Linked DNA regions of Mus musculus: regions 1 and 3 are each linked to region 2. The links are chromatin contacts, called in public Hi-C and promoter capture Hi-C maps. All regions are on one chromosome and are shown on one strand. Each heading gives the region's core, a stretch centred on a gene start, on an enhancer-like site or on the middle of the called end of the contact. The rest is flanking DNA. Distances are from core to core; before and after follow the strand shown.

Region 1 (2,700 bases), core at 53-2,552, 73 kb before region 2:
AAAACCTAATCGCAGCACTAGGCTGCTCTCAGTGTAGACTTTTTATAGGAAAAGCCAGGCTCAAAAGTTTAAAGGGCAAGAAAGTCGGTAGTTAGCTCACTAGGTAAAGTATTATCAGCTACCCTTTAAGCTGATTGGTCCTGAGTAAGGTAAGGGTGGTGGTGGGTGGGTGGTGAACAGGGGAATTTTAGAACATTGAGATAAGAGAGCATGAGCATTATAATCATAACCATTTGGCTTATTAGTGGTGTTTTCTTTAGTGTCAGTCACAAAAACCACAGTGAGCTCACATGTTGGTGCAAGAAGGGCTGCCCTGTGGTCAGTGCTGACTCAAGTCATTTTAGACAGAACAGTTCATATTGACTTTTATTTGACAGGTCCTACGTAAAGCTTGGTGGAATTTCTTAAGATTAGTAAGCCTCATTCAGAATATTCAGAACAAAACAGGGGATGTGGTCAGCATGTCCTTGAGCCAAGTCATTTCTCTGTGTCAATGCTTGGCAGGCATGTTACAGCAAGGATATGGAATAGCTGGCAGGCATGGGACAAAATGGCTACATCTATTTGGTGAGGGTGGGGGTGTCAAATCATAACAGTGAGAATATAAAAAACAATACAGGTGAGCATTCTACAGGACAGACTGATTGGCAAATTGTCCAACCCCACAAGGAAAATAAGGGACAATTTGAACTTTAATCTTAGTTTGTCTGGGTTAAATCTGTATGCTTGACTACAGATCCATGGTGACTTCATAATGAACATATAAAAGTGTTTTGATACGTAGTTTAATAGCTGCTCCATTAAAAAAATATTTTAAAACATTCATGTAGCCAGGCATGGTAATGCAAGTTTTTAATCTCAGCACCTTGGAGGTTGAGGCAGGAAAAGGTATGAGGTTTGAGACCAGCCTAGTATACACAGCAAGTTTCAGGACAGCTAGGAGCACATTGACAGACCCTATCTCCAAACCCCAGAACAACAACAAAAAATTAAAACCAAGCCAGGCAGGTGGATCTCTGTAAGTTCGAGGCCAGCCTGGTCTACAAAGTGAGTGTAGGACAGCCAGGGCTTGTTACACAGAGAAACCCTGTCTCAAAAACCCAAAACCAACCAACCAAACACAAATGTATTTATTTTACACACACACACACACACACATGTAAGGATCATGCAGAAATTGATTCTTTTCTACCACATGGGCACCCAGAATTAAACCCAGGTCATCAGAATTGGTGGCAAGCAATCTTACCCATGGAGCCAGTTCTCTCTGGGCCTGCAGTTTTTGTCTTAAGACCATTTTGCAATACTATTAAGTAAACCCTTTCAAACATTAAAGCTTGACATTTTCTCTACTAAGCAACACTGGAATTTGACCTAACAGAAAATTGAAACTATTCCTTAGAGGCTTAAATTTCAACCCATTTTCACTGCATATTCCCTTTTGGTTTTCAATCATTTTTGTTTTTTACTTTTATGGTTAAAAATAGACATTGGTCACTTTTGGGAGCAACACTGATGAGGAAAAAAAAAATTACCAAAGGCAACCTTTGGCTGGAGTGAAACTCAGTAGTGTGGAGACTGGAGAGGGAATGAAGGCCCACTAACTACCTCTGTGATGGTGTGGACTAGGTTCCCAGAGCACCTACTGTGTTCCCAGAACTCTATTGATACTAGTGCTGATTATCAGATTTTTACCACAGCATTGCAAAATGGGGACATAGAGCCTTAAACAAGTTAAGTAAGTGCCACAAGGTCACATGACCAGCAGGGTTGGCACAACCTGGTTCCATGTGCAAGTTTGTGTGCTTTCAGCTCTGTTGCTTCCATGACATCTTTCCACTTTGCTCAGGTATGGCTGGGAAAGGGACGATTCTAAGCTGGCGAGCCAGGCTTTTAAATCCCAGTTGGTAAGACCGATCATTTTCCTTGTTCTTTTCAGCTAGGAGAGGCTGATTTCTTATGGAGACTTCAGGAAGTTCCTGTCTTCCTCCCTCCCTCCCTCCCTTTTGACTTCCTCCCTTCTTTTCTTTTTGAGGCTGTGTTTCTTGTGCTCCAGGATAGCAACAAACTTACTATGTACTGAGGGTGATCTTTGAGTTTTTGTTCCTCCTGCCTCCTCTTCCAGAATGCCTTGATCACAGGCTTCTCTCACCCTGCCTGGTTTGTAATGCAATACCAGGCATGGAAGCCAGCTCGTGTTTTGTGCATGTTAGGCAAACATTTTAACAATTGAGCTGTGTTTCAATCCTTGGTTAACTCTCTTTATCTTTTTGAGACAAGGTTTCATTTGTAGCTCTGGATTCCTGGAACTTGCTATGTAGACCAGACTAGCCTTGATCTTATTTGTGGCTACCTCCCAAGTGCTAGGATTAAAAGTGTGCCTAGCCATGGATTTTTTTTTATATTTTCAAGAAAAAAGCCACTTGTTGTGGTACACAACTGTAATCCTGACACTAGAGGCAGAGGCGGGAGGATCCTGAGATTAAAACTAGCCTGGGCTATATAGTGAGTTCCAGGTCAACCTGCACAAAATGCTGAGAAACTAAATATTGCTTTAAAGGCTATTTTTGGAAATGTCTCACTAGCTTCAAAAAATGCCTTTTGAAGTGCAGAGAATATGTAACTGTGGAGCACCCAGCTCTCACTGGATAGCTGTATCACACCCCTTTCCTCCAAGGCTGAGGAAATATCACAGAAGCG
Region 2 (2,700 bases), core at 130-2,629:
AGAATGTACTGGGAAGGACCAAGCTCTGTGAGACTTGCTTGCTTGGCCTGATGGCCTAAGCTATTTCCTTGTGTAGGCAGGCTGCAGGAGCTTTAAGGTGGAAATTCAATAGCCTAGAGTTAAAATCCTGGTGCTGGTTAACATCAAAGCCATAGTTTGTTCATAGTAAATTGGGGGTAAAAGTGACTCCTATCCTATCTAATTGTTCTGCCGATTACATGATAGAATGTCATTGAATAGCTTAGCTTAGTGCCAGGCACATAACCAGTGTACAGCTAGTGAACATTCTCTTCTCGCTCCCTCTTCTTCTTATTAGGGAGGTAGTCCAAGGTGTTTAGCTTGATTCTTTTCCACCTCAGTGCTGAGGATTCAACCCAGGGCCTCACAGGCGCTAAGAGCTTTTGTTTTGTTTTAAGACAGGGGTGGGGTGTGGGGGGCATAGGGAGGCTCACTCTGTGACTCTGTCTGGTATAGAAGCAGGCTCACAGCAGTCTTCCTTCCCCAGCTTTCCAATGTGGAGACTACAGATGTGAGCCAACATTCAGGCTTTAGTTTGTGGTCATTCTCTCTGTCTCCTGGGACTCATGTTGTATAGGCTGGCCTCAAATTCACCTTGAACCACTGCTTTCTTGCCTCTCCCCAAGTGCTAGGATTACAGGCATTTGTCACCGTGCCTGGGTTATGTGGTGTTAAGGATCCAGCCCAGGGTTTCCTGCAACCATGGTAAGTAGTCCACCAGCAGGCTGCATCCCCATCCCAAGCCCTGGAGTTTGTGTTTGCGATGTGCTATACTGAGCTAAAGTTTGGTCTTGGTACCCTGAAGAAGTTAACCCGCCTCTCTGCGTTGGTATTCTTTTCCATCACACCAAGTTCACAGTTGCCATCTGCATAGAGATGGGGGCAAGCTTGAGATCAGCATCACTGCGGCGGCAAGTGTTTCGGATGCATACTGCCTTTCCCTCTGCTTTGAGTTTGTGAAATCTGGTCCCTTCCCTTTAAGCTTGTTAAGATTCTCCACTAGCTTTGTATGCAGCTGTGGGCAGGCAGGCAGCTTTGGCAGAAGGAAAGAGGAGCCTTTAAAGAGAAGAAAGACGACTGTTTCATAATCTGTTGGCACAGATCTGCTGCAGCCACACCCCGTGCTCCGCAGGGTCCCAGGTCCTGTTGCAGTCAGCATGCGCCTTGCTTTAACCTAAATAATCTCAGAAAGCAGTTGCTGTGAAAGGCGGCACTGAATGCAGAGAGGGTTTTTTTTCCCCCTCTGCACTCTGGGAGGAAGCTGGCTCAGGGATTTTTAGCTGCAGAAGGAGGGGCATTCGGGCTTGGACTGCAGTCCTGCCTCGCAGCCAGGGGTTTTCTGGTTTTCATTAAAATTCTTGGGCTGTCTTTGGAGATTGCTCCATTGGATATGACTGTGCTGTAGCTGTGCGTGCCGCTCTCTCAGCTTCACCCCCATCAAATACCAGTGACCCCGAGGAGGAGGAGGAGGAGGAGAGAATAAAAGGTGGGAGACAGCCTGGCAGAGGGGTCTGCGGAGGGGGACCCCTAAACTGTAAAGTTTGAGTTTGCTGAGTCCCAGATACATACAAGACAGCAGCCACGGCCAAGCTGGGGATGGGTGGGTTGCAGCTAGCTCTTGAGGGCAAACGGAGATCTCCGTTAATGTTAATGAATCAGTTCTACCTGATACTTCTTTGAAGGTGTTAATACCTTTGTGTGCCCAAGAGGGTCTGGGTCAGGGTTTGGGCCAGTTCTCTGAGGGTGCCAGACTTTTTAAAATGTTAGTTTCTGGGTGCTGAAGTTATCTCGCTTGGGAGGGAACCCCACACCTGGAAAGCTGGGTGACCTGTGATTCTGTGGTTAACTTGCTCCGGGACCTTGTACCAGTTAGGGTTCCAGCCTGGACTTGCTAGTGTGCTTCTGAGGATTAAAGGAGACAAATTATGTAAAGCTCTTGGCAAATCCTATATTCTCAACCACCACAGACGTTATTATAAATCGGGCTAGATTTGACCTGTCACTTCGGCTTGCCAAGCCGTATCCCAGTTCTGTCATCTGAAGCCCCCCTCCCAGCTTTATGCCACTTATGAATTTGAGGCAAATGAATTCCCTGGGGCAAGATGGAAGTCTTCTTACTGGAAAAACATATGAAGCCATATTATTGGGTTTCCCAGGAAGAAGTTTAAGATGTCAGATAGTTCATCACTAGGTAACTTGGTGGAAGGAAAGGGTTTTTCTTTAATCATTCTTGATGGATAGATTTTGAGAAAGCCATTTTAATTGATCTTGGGAATAAATATCCTCCAATGATACCCTCAAAAGAGCATCCCTGACGGGGGCTCATCCGCCTTCCCGTAAACTGCAGTTCTAGGCATTCTCATTGTACCTTTATCTGTAAACCCTGCGTTTTAGTTTCGGTGGATGGTTCACAAGAAAATCAAGGTAACCTGAAACAAAACACAAGACTAAGGAGCGCTTTTAAGCTCGAAGATTAAAATGAAAATGAAGTATCTGTCGTTCAGTTAATTAGATGGAAATCATTGATTCCCTAGAAACAGCGTTTACGGTGACTCTCCTGACTTTGTGGTTATCATTCCCTTCCTTTTCTTGGGTTTAACCAGACCTGGTTGTATTATTTAAAATATGCTGCGTTTTCTTCTTCTGTTTTGTTTGTTTGTTTGTTTGTTTGTTTGAACAGAA
Region 3 (2,791 bases), core at 75-2,574, 110 kb before region 2:
AGAAAAGCAAGCCTTCACTATCAGGGAAGGGAGAAAACGAGAATAGGAAAAGGAGGGACTGAATTTTTCAAAGAAACTTCCAAGTATTTGTTACCCACTGGGCCAATTCTCCACCTACAGGTTGGATAAGACCTCCCCCACACACCCAAACCCCATCCTCAGCCCAATTTTCCTACCATTGGGGCAAAATCAGACCCTCCGAGAGGAGAATAAAAGTTTGATCCAACAGCCCCCACCCCAAAATGGGGCTGACGGGTGAGAGCAGCTGCCTGGCTGGCAGGGAATGGGTTCTCTCCTCTCTTCCCTTTCGCATCATGTGCTTTGCAGGCGCCATGTTGAGCTAACAGGCCGCTGCTCCACTCGGGGCCAATTCCCTATACCCAACCCACCGACAGCTCGCTCCCAGGTCCCCCTTCACCTCCTTCCAACCCACAGAGCACAATTCCCCAAAAAGGACACTGAGGGAAAGCCCCTCCCCACCTTCCCAAGGGCTTAAGATGGTTTGTTTTTTAACTCTTTCGCTCCCCAAACACCAACTGCCTCTAAGTATTTCCCCCATCCGAAAGGCTGTCCCCGATGCGTGGAGCGTGGGGACGTAGTCAGAGGTGGCCTAAATAGGGAGTTGGTAAGCGGAAATGGGGCTCCACCCTGCATCCTCCCCGCTCCCTCCCGAAAGAGGCCCACGCTCCCAGCCGGGGCCAAAGACCAAGCCCGAGTCGGGGGTGGGGGGTTGGAGAGGAGGAACTCCGTCCCCCTTCGGATGGAAGCGAGACCTGGGATGAGGCTGACACTAAAATCAAGGAGTATTAGAAGAATAGGAGGCTGCGGGGTGTATAAAAACCTTGGCGGTTTGGGCCTCGATGAGAGAGACGATCTCCTTGGCGAAGGGCAGGTTCTCCTCGGCTAGAATGGTCAGCATATTGATGTGCGGTTTGCTATTGAAGGTCAGGTCTTCCAGCGACGACTGATAATCCCGACAGGCGTCCTCCCGGGCCCCCGCAGCCCCGGCCTCCGCCGGCGTCTGCTCTGACATTGCGCCGCGGCCCCCCTCCGAGGTCCGCCGCCGCCGAAGCTGAAGCCGCTCGACACCCCGCCTCCCTTCCGACGCCTCGGCCTCGCTCCCCGGGTCTCCGGCGGCTGCGGCTTCACCACATGCTGACCACGGAGGGGGGATGGGGGACGACCCAGGGGGAACCTCGGGGAAGAAACGCCGCAGCCTCACGGGGAATCTCCGTCCGCTTCCAGCCGCCGCCGGGGCTTCTTTCTCCACAGACACAAAATGGCGGCGGCAGTGGCGGCTCCAGCTCCGAAAATGTCTGTGTTCCCAACCGCTGCGTCGTGCGAAATGAACTAGGGGAGGGGAAATGTGCGGTAAGGGGCGGGGCCGTTGGAAACACCAGGCGGGATTGGCTGGCCCGCGCGTGTCACAGGCCCCGCCCCCGGCCCTTCCGCAATACGTCCAAGCACCGCCTTCTTCCTCGGTCGAGTCTCGGCTTTCGCAACACCTCCGGCTCGGAGACGCGGTGCAAAGGACGGTCGGCTCTCATTGGCCAATTCGTAAGGGACTGTTCGGTCATTTGTTACCATAACAACCCATCCAGGGAAGCCAGTAGAGGACGGAGGCTCCAGAGGACCGGCCCAACCAGTTTATGAAAGCTGCACCAGGCCCCTTCCTATGCACTCCTCCAACCACTGGGCGACTCCATCAACCATCCTCCTCCCGCTTGCCTCCTGGGTGCGGGCGGGGGTTGGCATGAGCTGGAAGAGCGAAAGCCTCCAGTCAAGGCCAGTCGCCCCGTCTCAGGTGCTCCCGGGAGCCTGGGCGGGGCTCGCTGAGCCAGCTGTCCCTCAGGCATTAAGGCGGAGACGCCTGCCCTACCCGGAATCCAGACTGGAGTAACTCCTGCTAACTGCCACACTCATAAAAGCACCTAGACAGGCTTGCAGGAGTTGAGTCCCCAGGAAAATGCTTTTATTAGGAGGTGCTATGTGAGAAAAGCTTTCCCAGAGGAGCTGGAGATCTTTTGAAGAAGTCACATTTCTGGAAGGGTATTCACAATAACCTAATAGCACTCACCTCTTCAATCTGCTACATTTCCAAATGGCCTTAGAATAAATACAATATCTGAGCCATACTTGATGGCTCAGGCCTTGAACCTCAGCCCTCAGGAGGCAGAGGAAGGTGGATCTCTTGGAGTCGAGACCTGTCAAGTCTAAATGTCAAGTTCCAGTCCAGCCAGGGCTACTTAACGAGTCCCTATCTCAAAAAAACATAACACTTAATCCCAGCACTAAAGAGACAGAACGGAGATCACTGATTTCAAGGACAGCCTGATCTACAGAGTGAGTTCCAGGACAGCCAAGGCTACGTACAGAGACCTTGTTTAAAAAAAAAAAAATACATCTGAGATATATGGAAAAATACCTTAGATTTCTATAATCTGGTTTTTAAGATACACAAAACAAATAGTTTGTCAGAGCCTTAGTGAACTATGAAGCACAGTGGAGGGATAGTTCGCACACACACATACACACACAAACTGATGACACGTCCACTCCATGCTATGGTTAAAGGGAAGGCTTTTATTGTAGATATAAAGAAAGAACTGCCATGGCATCTGGAGAATCCAGAGCAGAGAAAAAGATAAACCGAACACGACCATCAGACCATGGCCATGGATGTCTTTGAGAGAAGGGAGAATAGCGGCGGATAGACGACAAAGATGGTAAGAGAAGGAAAAGCAGAGCAGAGGAAGAGAAAAAAAAAAAAAAACCAGCAAGAATAGCAGGG

What was found. A called contact is a pair of places that touch in the nucleus more often than the background predicts. Capture Hi-C pulls out chosen DNA fragments and counts their contacts.
Region 1: a promoter capture Hi-C map of adipose tissue shows a contact between it and region 2. The contact joins two enhancer-like sites. A contact is called at or near these places in 7 of 39 promoter capture datasets (cranial neural crest, embryonic stem cells, frontonasal cranial neural crest and 4 more), 1 of 15 datasets of contacts at CTCF or cohesin (the NIH/3T3 cell line) and 2 of 9 other capture datasets (adipose tissue and liver).
Region 3: a contact with region 2 is called in a Hi-C map of rod photoreceptor, with 2.6 times the contacts expected there. The contact joins the promoter of Pcf11 here to the enhancer-like site in region 2. A contact is called at or near these places in 4 of 39 promoter capture datasets (cranial neural crest, embryonic stem cells, liver and 1 more), 3 of 484 Hi-C or Micro-C datasets (palatal mesenchyme, rod photoreceptor and uterus), 3 of 115 datasets of contacts at active chromatin or transcription factors (embryonic stem cells, extraembryonic endoderm stem cells and heart atrium) and 3 of 9 other capture datasets (adipose tissue, liver and pancreatic islet).

Annotation. Positions count from the first base shown.
Region 1 is chr7:92,703,454-92,706,153 of GRCm38.p6, forward strand. No RefSeq gene overlaps it. Among named protein-coding and RNA genes, the nearest start is that of Pcf11, 35 kb to the left of the region's middle. Within about 2 kb of position 1,303, at least 21 of the 459 cell types and tissues checked have an H3K27ac peak or open chromatin away from gene starts, as enhancers often do. A contact at or near this core is called in adipose tissue, where this site is marked.
Region 2 is chr7:92,776,187-92,778,886 of GRCm38.p6, forward strand. All of the region lies in intron 1 of Rab30 (RAB30, member RAS oncogene family), which reads left to right. Among named protein-coding and RNA genes, the nearest start is that of Rab30, 36 kb to the left of the region's middle. Within about 2 kb of position 1,380, at least 151 of the 459 cell types and tissues checked have an H3K27ac peak or open chromatin away from gene starts, as enhancers often do. A contact at or near this core is called in adipose tissue, heart atrium, palatal mesenchyme and 2 more, where this site is marked.
Region 3 is chr7:92,668,588-92,671,378 of GRCm38.p6, forward strand. It overlaps Pcf11 (PCF11 cleavage and polyadenylation factor subunit), which reads right to left and starts at 1,325. Exons shown (of 16, transcript NM_029078.3): 1 at 842-1,325. The coding sequence starts at 1,033.